2 separate regions of the Arachis hypogaea genome follow, and region 1 is linked to region 2. A link is a contact called in public Hi-C data. All regions are on one chromosome and are shown on one strand. The core of a region is the stretch at or near the end of the contact, and the rest is flanking DNA. Distances in the headings are between cores, read along the strand shown. Region 1 holds the start of LOC112711524 (SEC12-like protein 1). Region 2 holds the start of LOC112711505 (polyadenylation and cleavage factor homolog 4).

Evidence for each region. Hi-C and Micro-C count contacts between places; a contact is called where the count stands out from the background.
Region 1: a contact with region 2 is called in a Hi-C map of leaf, with 10 times the contacts expected there. The contact joins the promoter of LOC112711524 here to the promoter of LOC112711505 in region 2. A contact is called at or near these places in 2 of 8 Hi-C or Micro-C datasets (leaf and an unstated tissue).

What each region holds. Positions count from the first base shown.
Region 1 is chr9:106,500,806-106,507,192 of arahy.Tifrunner.gnm2.J5K5, forward strand. It overlaps LOC112711524 (SEC12-like protein 1), which reads right to left and starts at 1,312. Exons shown (of 10, transcript XM_025764200.3): 1 at 708-1,312; 2 at 313-413. The coding sequence starts at 884. It overlaps LOC112711525 (prefoldin subunit 2), which reads right to left. Exons shown (of 3, transcript XM_025764201.2): 2 at 5,483-5,621; 3 at 4,517-5,190. The coding sequence starts at 5,186. The coding sequence ends at 4,734.
Region 2 is chr9:106,097,563-106,103,341 of arahy.Tifrunner.gnm2.J5K5, forward strand. It overlaps LOC112711505 (polyadenylation and cleavage factor homolog 4), which reads right to left and starts at 4,527. Exons shown (of 7, transcript XM_025764177.3): 1 at 4,114-4,527; 2 at 2,642-2,901; 3 at 1,763-1,864; 4 at 1,406-1,669; 5 at 265-1,173; 6 at 1-185. The coding sequence starts at 2,890.

The sequences.
Region 1 (6,387 bases), core at 62-2,561, 400 kb after region 2:
GAGCACATAGAAATACGTCGACTTATATTTGATTTCTCAGTTAACTAAAAGTGAAATATAAGCTAATCATGCTTAAGAAGCAACTATGGCTATTGTCAAGCATTCCCCTACTCCAAGGAAACTAGAACAAGAAACCATCAAAATAGTATGGTAAATTGATATAAGGTATCGGAATTCTGATTGTGAGATTATTGAAAGTGACAGTAACTGCAACTATGAAATGCAAAATTGAGATAAATCATTAAAGAACTTTTCAACCAATAAATTCAGATAATAGTTTAAATCTCGAAGCTCATAAGTAAAGACACTTACTTGCAGCTACCATTGCTGAGAGAGCACACAAAATCGTCCCCACTGGGATGGACAGCAATAGCAACTGGATCACCATCCACTGCTTCAAACACAAATGTGGTCTGAAAATTAAATTAAGAAAAAAAAATATCAACCAAAAAAGCTAATTAGAACAAAATCTCCTCTCAGACTTCACATGAATTCATGAAACCACAAAGTCAACACATAAAACAGTTCTCAACAACACAAATTCTCCACAATAATTCTTCGGCTTAAAATCTTCAACATATTCATTCTTCAAACAAGTAATTCATATACAAATATATACTCATTTAGTGTTATCAACAAATATATACAACATATATATATACATAGTCATATGGAACATATTTTGAGAAAAGGTGTGGGGGGAATACCAGAGGTTTGGAAGACAAAGAAGTGGTTTTGGGATCAAAGGAGAAAATTTGAAGCAGAGAAGGGCAAGAACTTCCGCGCCTTGACCTTCCAATAACAACCTGATTAAGGTTGTCGGGCCTCCGTATCCACGACCCGCATGTAACCGGACCCTGAGGGGACCCATCACCGTTCTCCATGGTTATGTCTCTGGGAAAATTCCAAGTTCGATTCTTTTCTCAATTGGAGTGCCAGAAATACTGAAGCTCTTTTCTGAGATCAATGAATTGGGAAGTTTGGAGGGATTTTATATTGAAAAAATATCTGAGAGAGAGAGAGAGCGTGTGTATGTGAAAGAGCAAAGTCAGCGGAAGCAAAGTAAGGACACAAGGGATTTAGTGTTTCTTTAATAAGAGAAATTGTTGCAGTTCACACGAGGTTTATTATGCCACATGTTGAAGAACCAGACATGTCTCTAGTTGGTGTTTCTTGAATCTGTTGTTGTGTTACTTTAATGTGGTTGATGATGGGGAACAAAATTGGGTTAAGATATCATTCAGATTTAAGAGGCGTTTGTTTGGCTAAAGGTTACTGTTATTAGAAAGATCACTTTATCTTTTTTCTTTTTTTTAATTTTTGAAAAGAGAAAGATGATATCATCTTTTAAATATTAAATTTAATTTTAATATATTATAAATATAAAACAGTTTTATACATATTTTTAATTACTTTACATCATATCAATAAAAATAATTATTTTTTTATTAATTTTGTGAATAGTTATTTAAAAAAATATATATAATTAAACAATTTTATAAAATATTTTATACTATTAATTCATCAAAAAATATTATTTATATACTAAAATTAATTATTAAAATAAATTATTAATATATTTATATATAAATATATGTATAATTTAATTTATTTTTAATATATATTTATATTTTAATATATATTTTATATTAGTCATTTATTTTAATAGCTGATTTAGAAAAAGGGATGAGTGATAAATCCAATGATTAATGATAGAATGGAGGGAGTTGTCAACGATGCGGTTGTGGATATTCGGTGTAAGATTACGCGGCATTAGCAACAAGAAAAATCATTGGTGTGTTGTGTGCCCAATGCTCACAAATGACAATACAAAATGGAAGAGCACCAACTTTCCTTACACTATCCTTAGTTTAAGGAAAAATAAGAGAGAAGAAAAAGGAGGAAAGGAAAATGAATAAAAAAAAATTTTTTTTGGATGTTAAAGAAGTTGGGAAGGAAGAAAAATTTGTATGTGGGTTTTATCAAAACAAATTTCCATCCATTACAAGTAAGAAAATAAGAAAAAAATATTATTGTTTGTGTATTTACAATATTATTTATAGTGTTTGTTTAAGTATTATAAAGTTGATAAAAAAAGACTTTTTTTTCAATAATTTTTTTTTATTTTTTAGTATATTTGGTAAATTTTTAGAAGTAAAAATAAAAATTTTAGAAAAAAAAATCTTTTTTAAGAAGTTATAATTTATATTTATTTGGATATCATTAAATCGATTAAAAAAAAATTTTCAATGAAAAATATTTTTTATTGTATTTATCAAATTTCTAATAGTAAAAATAAAAGTACTAGAAAAATTTAAAAAAAAAATTGAGAAGTTACAATTTATATTTTTTAAAAATGTTTTTCTTAAAAAAAAGATATTTTTCACATAATAAATGAATAAAAAAATAATTTTTATTTTACCCAAATATAATTGATAAATAAAAAAATCTTTTTACATGAGATATTTAAATATAAAATCACTTTTATTTTTTTAAAATGGCGTCCAAACAAGCCCATTATATCTTTTTTTTAAAAGATCTTTATTTTTTTAAAAAGATATTTTTTACATAATAAATAAACAAAAAAATACTTTTATATTGTTATACCCAAACATAATTGATAGATAGATAAAAAGATATTTTTGCATAACATATCCAAATATAATTTTTTTTTTTACTTTTCCAAAAAATCTTTTTAAAAAAGATGACTCAAAAAAATATCTTTTCTTAAAAACTTACCCAAACAAGTTCTATAATTATATTATTATTAATAATGATCAATATAAATTTAATTTTAATAATTTTAATATATTATTATAATAAAAATTTACATTTAAACATTATATATGTATTACATAAAAAATTTAAATCATATATGTAAAATTATAACATTTTATAATATTCATAAAATGAAATAAAACATAAATAAATAAAAATATTTATACTTTATTTTATTATAAAGATATTAATGTAATTTTATATCATTATGATTTTTTTTATTTTTTTCATCCAAACAAAAAAAATCTCTATTTTTTTTATTCATTTTTTTTATCCAAACAACACACAAATAACTTTACATTTTCTTTTATTTTTTTCTCTTTTCATTTTTTTAATTTTATTTTATTTTCCATATCTAAACAAATTATTAGTGTCCATCCAATTTCATATTAGACTATTTACTATTTAGGATCAAATTTCAATTTGGGTATTATTATCGAATGTAAAATTCCATTTACATGACCGTATTTTTTATTGTATGCTAGATGATTTTAATGCAAAGTAAAACTTACTTATTTCGATAAACAAAATACATTTATAATTATTTCATTTACAATATAAAAAAGATAAGTCATGTGATGCAAATTGATAAATATATTATAAATATATATTTCGATAAATAAAATAATTAAATTATTTATTAAAAAATCCAATAATACGATACACATTTTAGTTTACATATAGTTCATTTTTATTGTTAATTTTTCCTGTGGTTTAACAATTTGTCAAGGTGAGACTGTGGAGGGACAGTGGAAGAGAAAAGAGAGGTAGTCTAATTGGGAGTGTCCCACAATTATTTTTCAATTTTCTAAAAGATTGAAATCTATTTTTTTACCAAAAATAAAAAAGAAAAAAGGAAAAGAAATGATTAAAATAGTACTTAAAACAAAAACATCGTCCAAAACCTTTCCTCTAGAATATAAATCTTTTAAACATGCGAATATGAAGTTTTATGCTGCAAGCGAGTCTTACAAGCGAGATGACAAGATCATCAATTATTTCTAAAGTATTTTATAATCTGTCTATATAACTATTTATTTATTGTCATATTAATAATAAACCTAAAAATAATTACATTTATACATTTTATTTTAATATAAATATTATTATATAATTTTTATGTTAAAAAATTTTTGCCCACCAAAAAATGTCTTAAAGCTCCGCCACCGCTCTATTGGTTGCTTCGACTCCTCACTCGGAATTATCTTCAAACTATAGCTTCATACAGAACTTGCCTATGTAGTCCCAAAAAAAATTCAAGAGGACATGGGTTTGATATTGCGAGAAACACAATTTACAACCTGGCTTTCATAGCTAAACAAAATTTGGAGGGTGTACCCAAAGTACTCTTGTATAACCAATGCTTGCTCAAGAGATACATCAAGCAAAATCTCCTGTTGCACAATTGCACCTTGAATATGGAAGGACGAAGGAGTTGCTTATTTCTCAAATCAAGGATATATGAAATCATCTTCATTCCATTACCTTCCTTTAATTGTAATTTTATTCCACTTCATTCACCCCATTCCATTTATCATTAGGTACCCAAACACAGTTATAGAGCCTATAATTATGCGCACGAAACACATTAAGCATTTCAACATTTCATCAAGGTAGGCTTCATCTTTGCACACAAGATTATTTCTACACTAGATTACTGTTCTTTCTAATTCCTCAAAAACGAAACTTAAAGAAATGGGTACTTATATAAATGATTTGTGACAGACAACATCAGAAATAGCTGAAGCAATTACTAATCATATCATATGTACTTGCAGTCAAATCCTACATGAGAACATGTCTAAGAACAGTTTCTTACAAAAGACTTGCTCAAAAGAAGATCAAAAGATGTAACATTTGTTATTTAAGCCAATCCTCACAAACAAATCAGAACACCACAACATGTTAAAGTACAAGAGTAAAGAAGACTACATGCTAACATTCTCAGACCTGATCTATGCTTCACTTCCACCTGCAGGGCCAACAAGAACGCCTTGAGCGGTGCCTTCCTTCCTACCGGATTCATCCTTCACCTCTGCATCAGCTTTCCTTATCCTGATTTTATATTTAGCCTCAAACTCAACAATCTCCTTTTTCTTCTTTTCCAATGCTTCATTGAGCCTGCTAATAACTTCTTCGAGTCCCTCTTTGTTGCGCAGCACCGCAGGCAAGACCTCCTTCACAGTTCTCTCGACCAGAACACCCCCAATCATTCGATAGCATCGCCTAGAGGGATCGAGCGGCTGAATGGCATTAACTACCAGCGAGTGCTCGCTAACTTCCATTTCCAGCTCGGTGATTTTCGAGTGAATTTGGTTGAGTTCAGACCTCATTGCCGCATATATATTTGCAACTGCTTGTTCATTAACTGGCTCCCTGTGATCACTACCTTCAGCTTTACCAGCCATAGTTCTAGACATGTAAAAGAATAAAAATAAAAAATCTCATCAGGTTAAAGAAACAAGAATGCCTTAAGAAACTAATCAATATTAATTAACAGCATTTCCAAACAATAATTAGCATTTACGAAACTGAGAAAAAGACCCTCGTAGTAATTTCTCTAGATTCAATCACAAACTAAATTTAAAATAAAAAATGAAAGAGAGAAAACTGACACAGTTGTGAGAATGTGATCTGTGCAAGTAGAAGCAAGCTACTAGAAATTATGAAAGTTAAAATGCATAAAACGAAAGCATTCAGTTACTTGTTTTTAATCCGTATGTGCCCCGAAAAAAGAAGATGCTACAGCCGTGAACAGTTGAGAATTCGTCGCCGCGGATGGAGAAGAAGCTAACGCCACCGGTGGGAAGGGAATACAATCTGCGTGGCCGGAGATTACGGTGCTGAGAACAGAAGATGAAAGGGTCAAAGATATATTGGGAGAATAAGAGAAGAGAAGGAATTGAGAGAAAATAGAAAAACCTAACAGTGGTCTTCGTGTTGTGGAGAAAAAAAGAAAAACCAGTTTGAATCTCCATTGTAAAGAGTTTGGTATATTGGATGAGAAACTGAAACTCTCTGCATTTAACAATCATACTCTAAGATGATGCATGTATCCCATTGTGTCTATTGATGATCTTGTCATTACCAGCAATGATGATTAAGCGTCAATAAATACTTCTCGCTAGTAAGACTCTCTTGCAGCACAAAACTTCTTATTCTATTGCATGTTTTAAATATTTATATTCTAGAGGAAAGGTTTTGGATGATGTTTTTGTTTTTGGTACTATTTTAATCTTTTCTTTTTCTTTTTTTATTTTTGGTAAAAAAATAGATTCCAATGTTTCAGATAGAAAATTGAAAAATAATTGTGAGACATTCCCAATTAGACTACCTCTCTGTGCTCTTCCAGTCCCAAGGTTCTGAAAACCGGATCGGTCATCGAACCACTTTAGTTACTGGTTCTATGGTTCATTGGTTCAACCATGATTTAACCGGAAAAACTGTTTTATAATAAACAACTGATTCTAAAAAATCAATGAATAAAGCAACTGGTTCTAAACACTCTTCTACTGCATTTTTTTACTTCAAAAGGGGATCATAAACAACTAGTTCTATGAATAAACAAACTATAATGATATGCAATGCCAAAAATAGGCCAATGATGAA
Region 2 (5,779 bases), core at 3,277-5,776:
TTCCGGCTTTTTGACATTCGGTTCCTAGTCACGTGCCAATCCATATGTCTACTGTGCTCATCTTGCCTTTTGAATCGGAGACCGCAGCTCGTGCATTGTCTAGGAAGATCACTGTATAAGGCACTGATTACACCTTCATGACGAACCTTCAAGATATCTGGATCGAACTCCGCCCCAATGGAATCCTAAAACACAAGTTCATTTAAATTACTTTCTCAAATCAACAAACTAAAAAGGGAGGGAAACTAATGAAAGTATAGTTACCAGTCCGGTAGGTGGATTGGTTACCGAGATCACACCATGATTCACTAGTGAACTAATCAAATCAAGATATGTAGGTGGTGGTTGACTTGTCATCGAATCATGGGCATGGGGATGAGACATCATTTGTGATGGAGCAGTTGGGAGGCTTGGACGTAAAGGTGGCAAGGTTCCCCCATGTAAATGCAAAGAGCTCCCATGACTAATTTGTGTTGAAGATGGAACTTGAGGTGGAAGAAACTGTAGTTGAGGTGCTTGTCCATGATTTTGCAGGTTAGAGGAAATTGGTCCAGGTTGATTAGGCAACTGGTCATGTATAAACAGAGTTCTATTTGGACCATGACCCACATTGGTGTTATTATTAATGTTTATTGGTTCAAGCAGACTCCTAGGACGTTTTTGCAATGGAAATGCTGGATTCAAGCCGGAAGGACGAGTAGCATGAGCATTGAAAGCAGGGGAAGCAGCCCCCATATTGAACGGGTAATGTGAAGAATTAGATAGATCATTAGATAACTTCCTTTTCCTGGAGAATCTAACACTTGATTGCATAGAACTGCTGTTTCTACTACAGTCTACTAATCCTGGATTCATATCTTTCCAATCAAACTCCTCTTCTTCAGTGTGCTGCCATGATGCCAATGGAAACTTGCTCCCTAAACCATTTCTGCCAGGCTGCTGCTCCACAAACAAAAGCTTAGTACTAGGAATTTCACGGCCTTTGTCACAACCATATGCCTCAATAAGAGCTCTTGGACTTTGACGTCGTTGTTCATCATTGAGATTATAAGTCTTGGAAGTTTGGAATATGTTCCAACCATCACTAGAAAATCTCTTTTGCTGCCATTCATTCAACCCTCCTTCTCTTGTATTACCTACAGTTCCCGTTGAGTCCAACCGATCACCACCAACCTGTGAGGATGAAAACCAACACACTGTTAGAATGCAGCTTATCTGTCTGCAGGATCTCTCTTTCTATTAACAGGTATAATAAACAGACACCTTTCTAATTAAAAAAAATTTTGGAGGCCACATCATTCCTATATATATATATTATTTTCATCAATCATGACAAACAGCCTTAATGTATCAACAAAATCACTGATATTTTTGCATACAATACATATTTCACACAAAAGCTTACAATATCCATAATTGAACTATAGTGTTCCATCTGCTGCAAGGATTGTGGTTTAATAACATGTGCTCCAAGAATCGGTCCATGAAAATCATATTCCCCAAAGTGATTAGCAAAGGGTTGTTGATTATTAATTGCTGGTAAAGATTGCAATTGAGCTTCAATATTACTTAGGACAGAGGGAGGAAAGATCTTTGACCAGGTACCAATGAGACGTTGCAGAACAGAATGTAGATTAGGCTGGACCTGTCTGTATGCCTCACAGTAAACCTTGGCACACAATAGAATTGTTTCAATCTTTCAATAACAGAATAAAATAAAAATGAAATATAAGCAGAAATAAGCATGCTCTAATTAACCTACTTGAGGTAGACGTAAAGAGAAGTATTTAACATATTCCTGGCCAAAATTCTTCACAATGCTGTCCAGAAGATAGAGAGAAGGATGTTTTTTATCAGCAGGCACCTGGCAGAGGATAGAATTAAACAATTGAGGAACCATATAAACAACCGAGATTTAAATAATATTATAGCTTAGCTTTACTAATTTTCTACGGCACAAATATCAGCATTGTTATTTGCTAAATCAGAACTCAGGAACTTTTTTTTATGTGGCTGTAGGGGAAGTGATCCCTGAAAATCAACCTTAACAAGATAAACCTTAAACCTTAACACATGTTCTTAATTACTCTGCCCCTGAGATCAATATACGAGATACAGCTAGGGCGTGCCCCAACTTCACATGTATGCTTAGAATTTCGTTCCAGTTCAGTCAAGACCTGAAATGCGTTGTTTTATTCTTAGGTCTTAAACTCACTTTCGTCCTTTCTATAGGATTCATGTGCCAATTGCTAGTTATCCGGGAAGTTATGTTATCCTAAAATTCTCTGTTCTTAGTTGAATAATAATAATAATAATTAATGATTTAGAATCCATTCTCTCTTGCGGAAAACCCACGCAAATAAATCAAAGGCAAGAACGGATGGAACGATAAAGCCTGTTGGAATTGGAAGTAATGACTTTTTCTCGTATTCGCAATCAAATAAGACCGTAAAGCAAATAAAAAATAAAATATAAAATAAGATTGGAAAAGAAAAATAAAACTTAAATGCTGATATATAGGTAACTGCCAAAATTGAAACAACGCCAATAGAGGGACAACTTTCGACCCCAATAAAAGAAGAGTTCTTTCGTTACAAATGGCGCGAAAAGGTGATAACTTTCCGCAGCAATGGAGACAGACCTCAAGAATCCGGTTGCAAATGGCATCGGCGATGCCCTTGGCGTGTTTCCGCTGCTGGCCAGCAATGATAGTGAGATCGGTAATGATGGGATTCACATTGGAGGTGAGTTCTGACAACAATAGCCCATACGTCCGAACAATTTCTTCGGTAGAGAAAGCCTTGAGGTAGCTTTGGCGCCGTGGAAGTAAGGCGTTAAACTGGTCCACGAGCATGGAAGGAGAAGGCTGGTGCGTGATACCATTCGCCATTTGTATTCTAGCTGCTGGGTGCACAATAGAATTTTAGAGAATTTTTAAATTTGACGAAGGAGAACTGGAGTTATATCAAATTGAGAGAAGATTATATTGGATGAGATGTAAACAGGATTGTGGCCTCTAAATAACTATTTATCAAGGTTCTGAAAACCGGACTGGTAATCAAAACATAAATCTTACAATCACTAATTGCACATTTTTTCTTCATAAGAAGAGAACAATGAAAACATAAAGCATATAATAAATCAAAAGATCACCAATTGCAAATTTTTTAATAAGAACAGAAGTTAGAACAGTGAAAAATCAAGAAAGATTAACAAATTCAAGATTAACAAAGCTCATCACAATGATTAACAACATAAAAAAGAGCAATGAAGGCACAGTGAATCAATAACATAGGCAGTGCAAATTCAAGAAACTTTAATAAAATTTAACAACAGAAACAGACAGTAAGGCTGTAATAGAGTTATCAATTTAAAATTTATCATCAAATACAATCAGTGAGCAAAACCAATCAACCAAGCACTGACTGGTCATTCGGGAAAAAAAAATAAAAAAAAATCAAAAGAACATTTAAATCACAGCAAAAACACAACAACAGCAATAGGAACATTTAAAAACGAAGCAACCCAAAAAAATATCTAAAAATCACCATTGCTGAAAACAATGATTTGATACGTGTATGCTCAAAGAATTAAAAGATAAGCTTACAGGAAAGTGAAGAATACCCAAACCAAAGAACCTTCAATCACAGCTTAAACCAAGAAAAAAATTAAAGATAAAAGAAAAACAACAGAACAACAACACAAGAACAATTAGCAAATTAACAGTTAAACTAATGCAAATGGAATCATCATGCTAATATGTTTTCCACAGAGATGCTATTTGTGCACCTAAACTTTCCTAATTACTAAGATCCAATTATTCTTAATTTCACATGCAATCAACTTACTAAGTTTCTAAAAGCTAGAAATTATAAAACCAACCAGAATTATTGTTAAAGCATTTCATCAAACATGTTGAGTGCAGTAAAATTAAAACGAAATAAGAGAATTCAAAACTTAATATCAATGTGATAGAGAAGAGAACGTAACAATTGTATAATCTATGGAAAAAAAAATCCAAACCACTACCAAATCAAATAGTTCCTTGTTGTAATAGAAATCAGAAGTTGCAGAGTTTGAAGCAGAGTATTGGTGAGGGTTTAGGGAACTCACGGCGGGCGACAAAAGAGAGCAATTTCGACAGCTAGGTGGAGCGCGCGGGTTGGTCGCAGAGTTTGAAGGAGAGCAACGTGGCTTCCAGACGAACGCTATAATGCGAACTCGAACAGTGAACGGCGAGTGAACGCGAACGGTGAACGCCGAGCGACCGCGAACGGCGAAGAACGCGAAGGAAGACGACGGCTGAACGAAGAGGCGAACGTGAACGGCAAACAAACGGCGGCGGAAGCGCGTCTGAGCAGACAAAGAGAAGGTCTGGCCGTATGGATTTGGGACAGGGGAAGGAGGAGGCCGCGAAGACGCCGACAACTACGGACGGCGGCGGCGGTTCCGTTGACGAAGCTGGGTTTTAGGTTTGGAACCTTAGGGCTTGAGTGTGACAGTGCGTGTTTCGAAGGAGGGGTGTTTGGTGTTTTTTGGGGGTAGGGGGTGTTATATATATCCGAGTGATAGACTCGCGTGGGGCGGTGGGGCGGTGGGGGACTGTGGGTGGGTTTTTTTTTTGTTTATTTTTTTTTTGTTTTAAATGAAAACGCGCATCTTTTAAGAATCCGTTGGTTTTCGTTCCGGTTCAACAATTTTTTAACGGTATAGAAAATGATGGTTTTAAGAGGAGGATCGAACCACTTTTCACTTCGGTTTTATGTTAAACCAATTCGACCGGTTGATTCGATCTGATTTTTAAAACATTGCTATTTATAAAATTCTAAGTCCTCCCACCTAATACCCTATGTTGTTGCGGTTCGCGTGAAATCAACGTATTTTCGAATTTTCATAATCATTTTCTTTTTTTTCGATTATTATAGATGGTGAATTCTACTGTAAAGATGTAACGTTGTGTAGATATACAGAGATGGTCTTATGGATGACACGTGTTCCTAGTGTCTTCCATGAGAGAGCAAGTTCTACTGTAGTAAGTTTTTTGGGTTTGCATTCTTCATTTGTAGTCAGCCGTCTTATTGTCAACGAGGATACGATGTGCATGAGCTCCTTAATGTTATCGGACTAGGCCTCTTTTTTTACAATGTCAGTGATGTATTCTTTTTAAAGGGAGTGGAACTGTTTTGAATTAGAATAAACGATTTGACTTTTTCTTAGTATTTATACATGTGAATTTAAAGTGAAGGAGTTTTTTTGTTAATAAAATTAGGTGGAGAAATAAAACCCTAAAGATGAGGGGTTCCACCGAAAAAGGACAAAAAAAAGTTTGTAGTAATAAAAGCATATTAGAATTAGGTAGGAATGGCAAAATTCCCCGAGACTCGGGAATCTTTGTAGGGACTGCCTCGAATAGAGATCCGACTGTAGGGGATTTTCTCCGCGGGAATGGGGATGAGGAGCAAAACTCTCCCGAGACAGGCGCGAAAACTCGAACGGGGATTCCCGCCCCGTCCCCGCTAACTCCGAAATTCACAAATTTACTTAATTGTCCTTAATAGTTTATTTCTCATATATGTTTTTTAGTCATTTCACATTCCATATATATATATAAAGACCCAAAATTCTAAATCCTTATTTGCATAACTCTTCTTCAATTCATAGATCCCTAGCGTCGTCTATACTCCATCCAACCTCCACTCCCTCACCACTCTCCCGTCTCACCACATTGTATGCCCTCACCATTCCATCACCCTCACCACGTCGTTCTCTATATTCATGG